3 separate regions of the Mus musculus genome follow, and all the other regions are linked to region 2. A link is a contact called in public HiChIP or PLAC-seq and promoter capture Hi-C data. All regions are on one chromosome and are shown on one strand. Each heading gives the region's core, a stretch centred on a gene start, on an enhancer-like site or on the middle of the called end of the contact. The rest is flanking DNA. Distances are from core to core; before and after follow the strand shown.

Region 1 (3,260 bases), core at 322-2,821, 520 kb after region 2:
AAACCCTGTCTCGGAGAAGGAAAAAAAAAGAAGAAGAAGACTTAGTGATAAATTAGTCACTCAAAGGTGGCAAGTTTTGTTTGTTTGTTTGTGTTTTTAAAGATATTTTGCATTTATTTACTGTGTGTGTGTAGTGGGAAGAGTTAGGATTCAGACTTGGGACAAACAGCTGAGGTGCATTTTTTACAAACCAAAGTGGACTTCATCTCCAGGTTCTCCCATCCTTCCAGCATCCCTTAGTTCCTACCTTGCACCTTGTATACCCACCTGTCTCTCTCTCCCTCTCTGCATTCTCTCTCTCTCCCTCTCTGCATTCTCTCTCTCTCCCTCTCTGCATTCTCTCTCTCTCCCTCTCTGCATTCTCTCTCTCTCTCTCTCCCAGCACATGCACACTCTTTCTCTACCCCCTCCCCTCTGTCTTCCTCCCCATGTCGACTTCCCTGGCCTCCTTCCTTGGGACCAGAGAACCGACCCAAGAGCGGCTTCCCCATAAGCCTGCCTTTGCGTACTTCGATTTGGCTTGAATTGACTCATTTCACCAGCAGAGAATAACTTACCAGGATGCACGTGTGCCGCAGCGCACTTGTGGAAGTCAGAGAACAATTTATGGGAGTTAATTCTCACATGGGTTTTGGGAATGGAACTCTGATCTGATATCAGATTTGGTGGCAAGTGATTTTGCCTGGTGAGCATTCTTGCTAGGTAAACACTCTCCTATAGAGCAATATCCCGAACTGAAAGAGGAAATTGTTTAATTTACTTGTTATGGTGTTTCCAGGAAGGGCTCTTGTATACCAGGTTGGACTCCAATTCACTCTGTGGCTAAAGATGACCTTGAACTCATCTTCCAGCCCTGGTGAGTGCTAGAGTTAAATAGGTGTGAACCACCAAAATTTGTTTTGATACTTTTTTAATCGTTAAATTCAAATAAGTGTATTTATTTTCTTTTTAAAGATTTCCCCTGATAAAACTCTTATAATTTCAGGAATACTGTGTGTGTGTGTGTGTGTGTGTGTGTGTGTGTGTGTGTAGTCTGGGCACAAGACCAATTTCTAAAGATGCTTGATATCTTAACCAAAGTTACCAGCGCAGCGCATATTCAGCGTCATCTCTGAGGTATTAAAAGAGTACAACCAATCCATTCATAAATTTGTGTTTGGGGCCATGCTTAAACTATTCCTCTGGAACTCTCTCTCCTGTGTGTAGATGTGATTTCGTATCAAAAAGGTCCAAGGGATCTACTTGCATCTCGGCTTTTCGTGTGGTAATGTTTTGCTAAGGGTGCACATTTTATTTCGGCTCTTAAAATTAATCGATCATCTACAACTACTGTTGAGTGCGTCTTATTTTTTAGTAAACTGGAACGGAGACATATGGCTTAAATCGTTGCTCTTCCTTAGGAGAGGAAATTCCGTATCTCCCTGCATTTGTTAGCGTATCTATTTTCTATTTAATTCAGTTGAATCTTTCAGCTTCTGGCGGTTACGCGGCTGTCCCGCCCCCATCCATTGGCTGCCTCGGGCAGGCGCGCTCTTGATTGGCTGCCGCTCGCCAAACCCCCGCCGTCCGTCAGAGTTGGCGGGAAAGCGGTGGTGGCGCAGCATGGCGGCTGCGGCGTCCGAGTCGCTGTCCTCCGGTGGCCCCGGGGCCGTGCGGCTGCCGCGCTTGCCGCCACTCAAGGTACTGGCAGGACAGCTGCGGCGGCACGCAGAGGGTGGCCCGGGCGCGTGGCGGCTGTCGCGGGCGGCGGTGGGCCGCGCTCCGCTGGAGCTGGTGGCCGTGTGGATGCAGGGTACCGTGCTGGCGGCGGAAGGCGGCCAGGCCCGGCTGCGCGACTCGAGCGGAGCCTTCTCTGTGCGCGGCCTGGAGCGCGTACCACGCGGCCGGCCCTGCCTCCTCCCAGGTAACGTGGGCGGGACCGGCTCTGCAGGTCCTCCCCGGGGCGGGGCGGGGCGGGGCGGTCCCACCTCCAGGCTCTAGCCCTCCTTCCTGGCCCAGCCCCTGTCAAGTGACTCCCCACCCATCCTCTTGGATGACAGCAACACCTATCCCCGCTTTCTAAGATGTAGGTTCCAGCCGGGCCTGGAGGTACACATCTTCCATCCCAATACTAGGAGTCTGAGGCAGGAGGATGGCAAAGTTCAAAGCCTGACTGAGCTACGAAGTGAGTTTAAGGCCAACGTAAGGCAACTCAGTGAGAGCCTGTCTCAGAACAAAAAGTAAAGAGGGCCTGGGGTGGGAGCACTTCCTAACATTGATGAGTCCTTGGGTTTAACCCAGACAGCGAGAATAGTAAACAAGTACATCTACTAAAACGCCTGTAGGTTCCCGAGGCTATCCCACCTTCCCAGTTTTGAGCCTTGCAATTCTGTGTCACAGTTCTATCCCTGTAGATGTTTTTCTCATTTTTCCCCGTATGTTTTGAAAATAATTTCTCAGGAAATGTCTGCTTGTCTTTTTCTCTGTGTGTGTGTGTGTGTGTGTGTGTGTGTGTGTGTGTGTGTGTTTTTAAGGCAGTGTCTAGCCTAGACTGACCTAAAATTCATTGTGTAGCTTGGACACCCGGGCTTCCTGCTTCCATCTCCTGAGTGCTAGGATTCTAGGCATATGCTGCTCCATCTGGTTCATACGCTGCTGGGAATCAAACTGGGGGCTTTGTGCATGCTACGCAAGCAATCCCAGCCCTAAGTCTGTACTCATATTTTTGTTTGTTTGTTTGTTTGTTTGTTTTTTCGAGACAGGGTTTCTCTGTATAGCCCTGGCTGTCCTGGAACTCACTTTGTAGACCAGGCTGACCTCGAACTCAGAAATCCACCTACCTCTGTCTCCCTAGTACTGGGATTAAAGGCATGTGCCACCACGCCCAGCAGGTTTTCTGAGTCTTAAGAGTTGTTTCTAATACCCTCTAAGGAGATGCTGATATTGCAGGGTTTGAGGCTGCCCTTTGAGCTACTGCAGTTCTTGCACTGTGGTTCTGATAGCTTGACTCTAGCATCTGGTCCAATGCCTGGCACTTGTGTGTTCTGAGAAGCAGATGTTCTGAGACCGGCATCAGGTACCTGGAGCCTCATCTCATTAGGAAACACATATCATACACAGGGCCTCGTGAACTGCGTGGTTGCACCTGTGACCCAGATAGACAAGGCCTGCCTATACTTGACTCTGAAGCTTCAACACAGGCTCCAGGAGACTTCTAAAGGAAGCCTACAGATTCAGCAGGCCTGCCTTTCCATGGCTTCCTTCTCTGTAAAAATCAGCCC
Region 2 (3,046 bases), core at 18-2,517:
ATTGGCCTTCCACATTCTCTTCCCTTGGGTCTCTCCTGTAACCTGCATGGATCCATCCTACTGAACCCCTTACATTATTTGAAAGTGACATTCCAGGGAGAGGTGGTCAGCCTCCATGTCTAGGTTTTGGAATTTCTCTCTGATTCGGAATGCTCAAGCAGAGGCGGCTAGAGGCGTCTTTTGTGCCTCTCATTGTGGTAAGAGCACAGCATTTATGATGTAAACCATTTGTAATTCTACAAGCACATGGCCTGAAATGAACCAGCAATGTTGAGTGACGCCCACTACTATCTATACTCAAAACGTTCCATCATCCGCAATTAAATCTGTACCTGTTAAATAGTCCAAAATCCCAGCCATCTCCATCGCCTGGCAATGATCACCACCCACTCTGGATTGCCTTTGAACTTGTAGGTTCTAGATGCCTCATAGTAGTGGGACCCTCCTGAACTGAACCTAGATGCTTCAGTCCTTCTCCAAGCTTGGCATGCACACTCAGTTATACCTCCTTTTCCCGTGGAATCATGGGTGCCATCCCTTCTTCCCTTTAAAGCCCACAGATCTGCCACAGTAGTCAAGAGCAGGCAGGGGGGCCATCCTTGGAGCTTACCCCCCAGGCTGGGACACCGTTAAGAACCCAAGGAAGCTGCCCCCTCGCCGCTGTGGGGCGCCACGGAGCCCAGACCCGGAGGAGTGCGCGGCCCTCAGGGACCCGAGGACCAGGTCCTGTCTGATTGGTACTGCTTGGGAATCAGACGCTGAGTACAACAGGCAACAAGTGGGCTACTCTGGAGTTCAGAGCTTTGGGCCAGCGATGGTGGAGAGGGGATCCGCCCTGACTCTTTCCCAGACTTTTCCCGCCCACTTGGACGCAAAAGGTGGCGAATGCCACCCAGGGGTGGCAGGGTGGCCTTGGGGGGCACCAAAGGGAAGGTCTGCGCCACAGAAATCTGGAGAAGGAGCAACGGGACTGCCGCACGAACCGCACCCCAACCCTTCCCCGTCAAGCACGGATCCCCTGGCCTGTCCCGATTCCTAAAGAGGGCACACTGCTCCCTGTCATTCCGGAACCCCGACGTCACCGCAGTCCCTTGTCGCGCCCCCAACTCACCGGGCACGGGCGTCTGGACACAGTGGCGGGCTGCGCGTGGGGCGAGGCGCCGGCTGTTTTGAAGCTTGGGGCTGGGACTGCGCGGCGTCCTCCGCCCTCCGGGCTGCCGAGCCTCCTCCCTGCCGCCCTCTCCCTAGCCCGCCTCCCTGCCCGCCCGTGATGTCAGGAGCCGCCGATCCAGGGGGCGGGACCACGGGAGGCCGGGCGCCCCCCCCCCCCCCACCTCCCCTTGCTGGGCCGTCCAGCAGCACTCTGTAAAGTTCGAGGGAGCTGGAAGTCTCCTGCTGGGATCATCGCTGCCCTTCTCATCTCTGCCGCCCCTCTTCTCCTGACTGCAGGGTCAGGACCCTGAGATTTCCACTTCTTTCCGAGCAGCCCTCTCTGTCTCTTACTAATTTAGCTGGTTGTTAATCTCTCCTGCCTCAGTTTCCTATGATAGAAAAGGAAGGCGTGGCGGGACCTTGTCCTGAGGCCTAAAGGCCACACTCGGTGCCTCCTGGAGAGGCTGAGTTGATATGAGCCAAGCCATAACTGAAAAATCAATTCCTTCCCCGAAGTAAGACCACCATAAGGACCAGTCTTAAGATTCCTTCAAGCCTGGCCAGGCCTGAGAAGTTTGATATAGAGGATCCAAGTTGTGATCTCAATTGGGCATTGTATCCTTGCTTTCTCTTTTTCTTTTCTTAAGCACTTTTAATCTCTCTCTCTCTCTCTCTCTCTCTCTCTCTCTCCCCTCTCTCTCTCCTCTCTCTCCTCTCTCTCTCTCTCTCCCCTCTCTCCCCTCTCTCCTCTCTCTCCTCTCTCTCTCTCTCTCTCCCCCCTCTCTCCTCTCTCTCCTCTCTCTCCTCTCTCTCTCTCTCTCCCCTCTCTCCTCTCTCTCCTCTCTCTCTCTCTCTCCCCCCTCTCCTCTCTCCTCTCTCTCTCTCCCCTCTCCCCTCCTCTCTCTCTCCCCCCCTCTCCTCTCTCTCCTCTCTCTCTCTCTCTCCCCTCTCTCTCCTCTCTCTCCCCCCCCTCTCTCTCCTCACTCTCTCTCTCCCCCCCCTCTCCTCTCTCTCCTCTCTCTCTCTCTCCCCTCTCTCTCTCCTCTCTCTCTCTCTCCCCCCCTCTCTCCTCTCTCTCCTCTCTCTCTCTCCCCTCTCTCTCCTCTCTCTCCTCTCTCTCTCTCTCTCTCTCTCCCCCCCTCTCTCTCTCCTCACTCTCTCTCTCTCCCCCTCTCTCTCTCCTCTCTCTCTCTCTCCTCACTCTCTCTCCCCCCCCCCTCTCTCTGTGTGTGTGTGTGTGTGTGCACGCGCGCATGCACTTTGAAGAGCTGATTTTCTCCTTCCTTCTTGGCAATGCTCCTGAGGATCACCAGGCCACCAGGCTTGGACAGCAAGTGCCTTCACCTGTCAGAGCCTTCTTGCCACATCAGTTATTTCTGTTTTCAGTATTTTTTTAATTACATTTGTTCACTTACTTATTTGCTTGTGTGTATGGAGAGCACACATGGAGAGCAGAGAGAACCTTCCACTGTATAGATCCTGAGGAGAGAACTCAGGTCCTCACATCTAGTGGCAAGTGTCCTTATTATCCTCTGCCCCTGCTGCTGTGATAAACACCAGGTCCAAAAACAACTCAGAGAAGAAAGGATTGGTTGCACCTCACACTTCAGGAAAAGCAGAGCTCAGGTGGGAACCTGGGGCAGGAGCTGGTGCAGACTGTGGAGGAAGGCTGATGACTATGGCCTTTGACTTGCTCAGTACCGTATATAGTCCAGGCCCACCTGGACCTGGGAAAGGACCCAGGGATGGCCATGCCCACATGGTGGTCAGGAAAATGCACCACCACCATACCCACAGACCAGTCTGATGGAGGCAATTGTTCAATCTCTGTCTCCTTCTCCCAGGTGTCTCTGAGTTTGTGTCAAGATGACAGCTGAGCTAACAATGACAGCCA
Region 3 (3,170 bases), core at 657-3,156, 680 kb after region 2:
ACTTGTCTACACCTCTGCTGCAGCTCTGCTGAGACCTTTCTGCTTATGTGCAGTGTGCTCAGACCTCAGCTTTCCCATACAACTTTCCCTGTCTAGGAACATCTCCCAATTGCCTAAGCTGGGATTCTGAGCTAAGCTCTGAACTTTTCAACAGCACGCCTGCTTTTCGCCCATAGCATAAGCCACTTAGGGCCAGGAGCCATTTTTTCAGCATTTTCAAAGGACAAGGGGTAGCCCTTTCCCCTCCTACGGCCAGGCCATAAAAGTATTGATGGACAAAGGAATGTATCCGCCAAAGGAAGGGAGCTACTATCTAGGGAGTCTAGTATCTTAGAGACTCAAGACACTGGGTGGATCTGATACCAATCACTGTGTCACTTGATTCAGTAAACTATCATAAGGATATTTTTTCAGGCAGGAATAAAACCATTCATTATTAATGCCTTTAGTGGAATAGGAAGGAGGACAATGGGCCTCTCCCACAGTAAGTAGATCTACAACAAATATTTCTGAGCTGGCCTGAACACCTTTAGAAGGCAGAACAAGGATTGGCTGAGAAGATGAAGTATGGGTGTTATTCTAGGTCAGGCAAGGCAAGCGACACACCCTCTGGATCCTGATCCAACTGATAAAGCCAATCGCTGGAGGAATTAGTGATACCACTCAGCTCCTTTCTCTCTGCATTAGTTCTACTTTAAAAGAGCCAATCTGAGAAGGCTGGAGCGGAGGGCAGAAGAGGAGGCAAGCACCTAGTGGTAGAAATGATTTTCCTTCAAAGGACTCCAATATGGAGTCCAGGAGTCCCTGAACCAGCTTCAGCTCACTCAGGGGAGGACGGTTTAATTCAGAAAAGGCTGGAGGAGCGGCTCAGTGGCACAACCCTGTAATTTCAACACTGTGGAGGCAGAAAAGTCCAGGACCAGCCTCAGCTACATATGGAGTTGGGATGCTAGCCTGGACTATCTAAGACCGTCTCAAAACAGCAAAAAGGGGATGAGCTTAGAGAGCCCCGTGACTTCCACAAACTATTTCCCAATGACTACCGCTCAGTCCAACAGAGAATGACATCAGCTTCACTCTCCGGAAGCACAAACCCGACAAAGTATTAGGTAGGGAATGTCCAAACGACCCTTTCTAAAACACACCCATGCTCTCCTCACCTCTTCCTCTTAAACCTCAACGGAAAGCTGGGGGCACGATACCGAATGACGATCAAAAGCACCGTCTAGACCCACACGGACCTGGAAACCACTGGGAAGTAAGAACTGGGCTGGCAGGACAGGCGGGGGTCACGTCCTCCTTCGCCTGGGCTCTAGACTCCGCGATCCTGAAGTTCCCCTGCTCTCCGATACGCTCGCACCGGTCTGGGAACCCGTGTGAAACTCACAGGGATAAGAGCAAAAGACGCGTGGGCCCGGAACAGCTAAAGAGCATCTGGAAAGTTACTCTACTTTTTCTCTATTCGCTTTTGCTTTCAGAGTACACACAGGGGCGTTCTCCAAATCGCAACTTAGATACTAAAGGTTACTAGAGAAAGTCGCGCCTTTTCCTATAAGCCCGAGGGGCATCATTTGGTGAGGTTCGGACGGAAGCTGGGTAGTCCGAGACTGAGAACCAAACACAACCGCACTGCTGGGACCCCTCGCCCTCAATCCCGCCCAGAGCGCGCCACCCCGGGTCCCACGACATCCCTGCTCGCCCCCCAAGGAGAGCGCGGTGCCCCGGGACTCTAGGCAGGTGGCAAAGCCCGACCCTCGCCTCTGTTGCCGCCCCGTGCCCAGCGCCCCGAATCTGGTGTTCCCCACCGGGCACCCAGCAGGGCCGCACTCACCGCTGCCCGCGCCGCCAGTCGAGCCGGGAGGTCTGCTCTGGCCGCGCGCGCGGGCCGGGAGGGCTCCGGGGAGGCAGGGCGAGCCGGGGGCGGAGATGTTTCGGGGCGTGGCTTGCTGGAAAGGGCCAGATGGGGTGGGGTCTAGGAGGGGAGGAGTAACAGCCTTGAGGCAGGAGGAGTAGGGATGAAGCTACGACCTGAGTGGGCTGGCGAGAGGCGGGGCGCGCGGAGGCGGGGCCAAAAGGTCGGGCGGGAGGCGGACTCTGGAGCCGCGAGGCCTGGGAGAGGGAGGGGAGAGATTATTCTTTGTTTCTAACAGCCACAACTACACCTCCACCAAAGTCAAGGCATAAAGACAACCTACAGAATGGGAGACAACATTTGTATGTTATGTAGCTGATGAAAGTTTATAATTTGAATAAAATTATATGATGAACAGTACTGAGGGTAGAGGCGTATATTCAAGATCGGCCTGATCTAAAACAGTTCCAGGCAAGCTAAGGCTTTATAGTGAGACCAGTCTCAAAAAAACAAAAACTAGCCAGACTGCAGTTCAGCTGTTAGAGGGCTAACATTAGCATGCATGAAAACAGGGTTCATACCCAGCGGCCCATAAATGAGTATAGTGCCACAAGCCCAGCACATTTTACGGCTGAACAGTTTCTCAAAAAAAATGTGGCTAATCTGAGAGACATAGGAAGTTTGAAGCCAACCTCAGATACACAATGAGACCCTGTCTCAACTCATCCCACACATACAAAAAAAAAAAAACATTCTTACAACGTACATGTGTGGGGGGGGTGGGGGGGTGCACGCACACGTGAGCGCACACAAGCTCACAGTAGTGTTTCACTGTGTAGCCCCACCCGGCCTTGAATTCACAGAGATCTGCTTGCTTCTGTCTCCTTAGTGCTGAGGCTAAAAGTGTATGTTACCATGCATGGCTTACATTTTATCCCCTTGCTTTAATGTGAGCACAGTAGCAGACAGAAAAGGCTGCAGGAAGAAAAGGTTTATTTTGGGTCACAGTGTGAGAGGGTTTCAGTCCATCTCCGTGGGAAAGATTTGGCAAAGCTGTTGAGATTATGGCAGCTGAAGCTATGCCGATGCTACTCACATTACAGTAGACCAGGCTGGAGAAGAGGGAGTGATCAGAGACAAGGAATAGAGTTAACCTTCAATGGCCACCCTTAGCAGATAGGCCCTGCCTCCTAAATCCTCCTCTGTAATTTCGGTGCTGGGATGGGAGAGATAGGAAGATCCCTGTTGTTTGCTGGCAGCCAGACTACAGAACTGGAGAGCCTTGGTTCAATTGAGATTCTATACCAAAAAGTATAAT

The links. Promoter capture Hi-C pulls out the DNA fragments that hold promoters and counts their contacts. HiChIP or PLAC-seq counts read pairs in DNA pulled down with a chosen protein or histone mark.
Region 1: a contact with region 2 is called in a promoter capture Hi-C map of embryonic stem cells, with 2.3 times the contacts expected there. The contact joins the promoter of Rmi2 here to the promoter of Emp2 in region 2. A contact is called at or near these places in 4 of 39 promoter capture datasets (embryonic stem cells and stem cell-derived epiblast-like cells).
Region 3: a FOXA1 HiChIP or PLAC-seq map of pancreatic cancer cells shows a contact between it and region 2. The contact joins the promoter of Litaf here to the promoter of Emp2 in region 2.

Annotation. Positions count from the first base shown.
Region 1 is chr16:10,833,488-10,836,747 of GRCm38.p6, forward strand. Rmi2 (RecQ mediated genome instability 2) reads left to right here and starts at 1,572. Exons shown (of 2, transcript NM_001162932.1): 1 at 1,572-1,903. The coding sequence starts at 1,603. It also overlaps the pseudogene Gm17913.
Region 2 is chr16:10,312,701-10,315,746 of GRCm38.p6, forward strand. It overlaps Emp2 (epithelial membrane protein 2), which reads right to left and starts at 1,268. Exons shown (of 5, transcript NM_007929.2): 1 at 1,112-1,268.
Region 3 is chr16:10,991,215-10,994,384 of GRCm38.p6, forward strand. Litaf (LPS-induced TN factor) reads right to left here and starts at 1,907. Exons shown (of 4, transcript NM_019980.2): 1 at 1,832-1,907.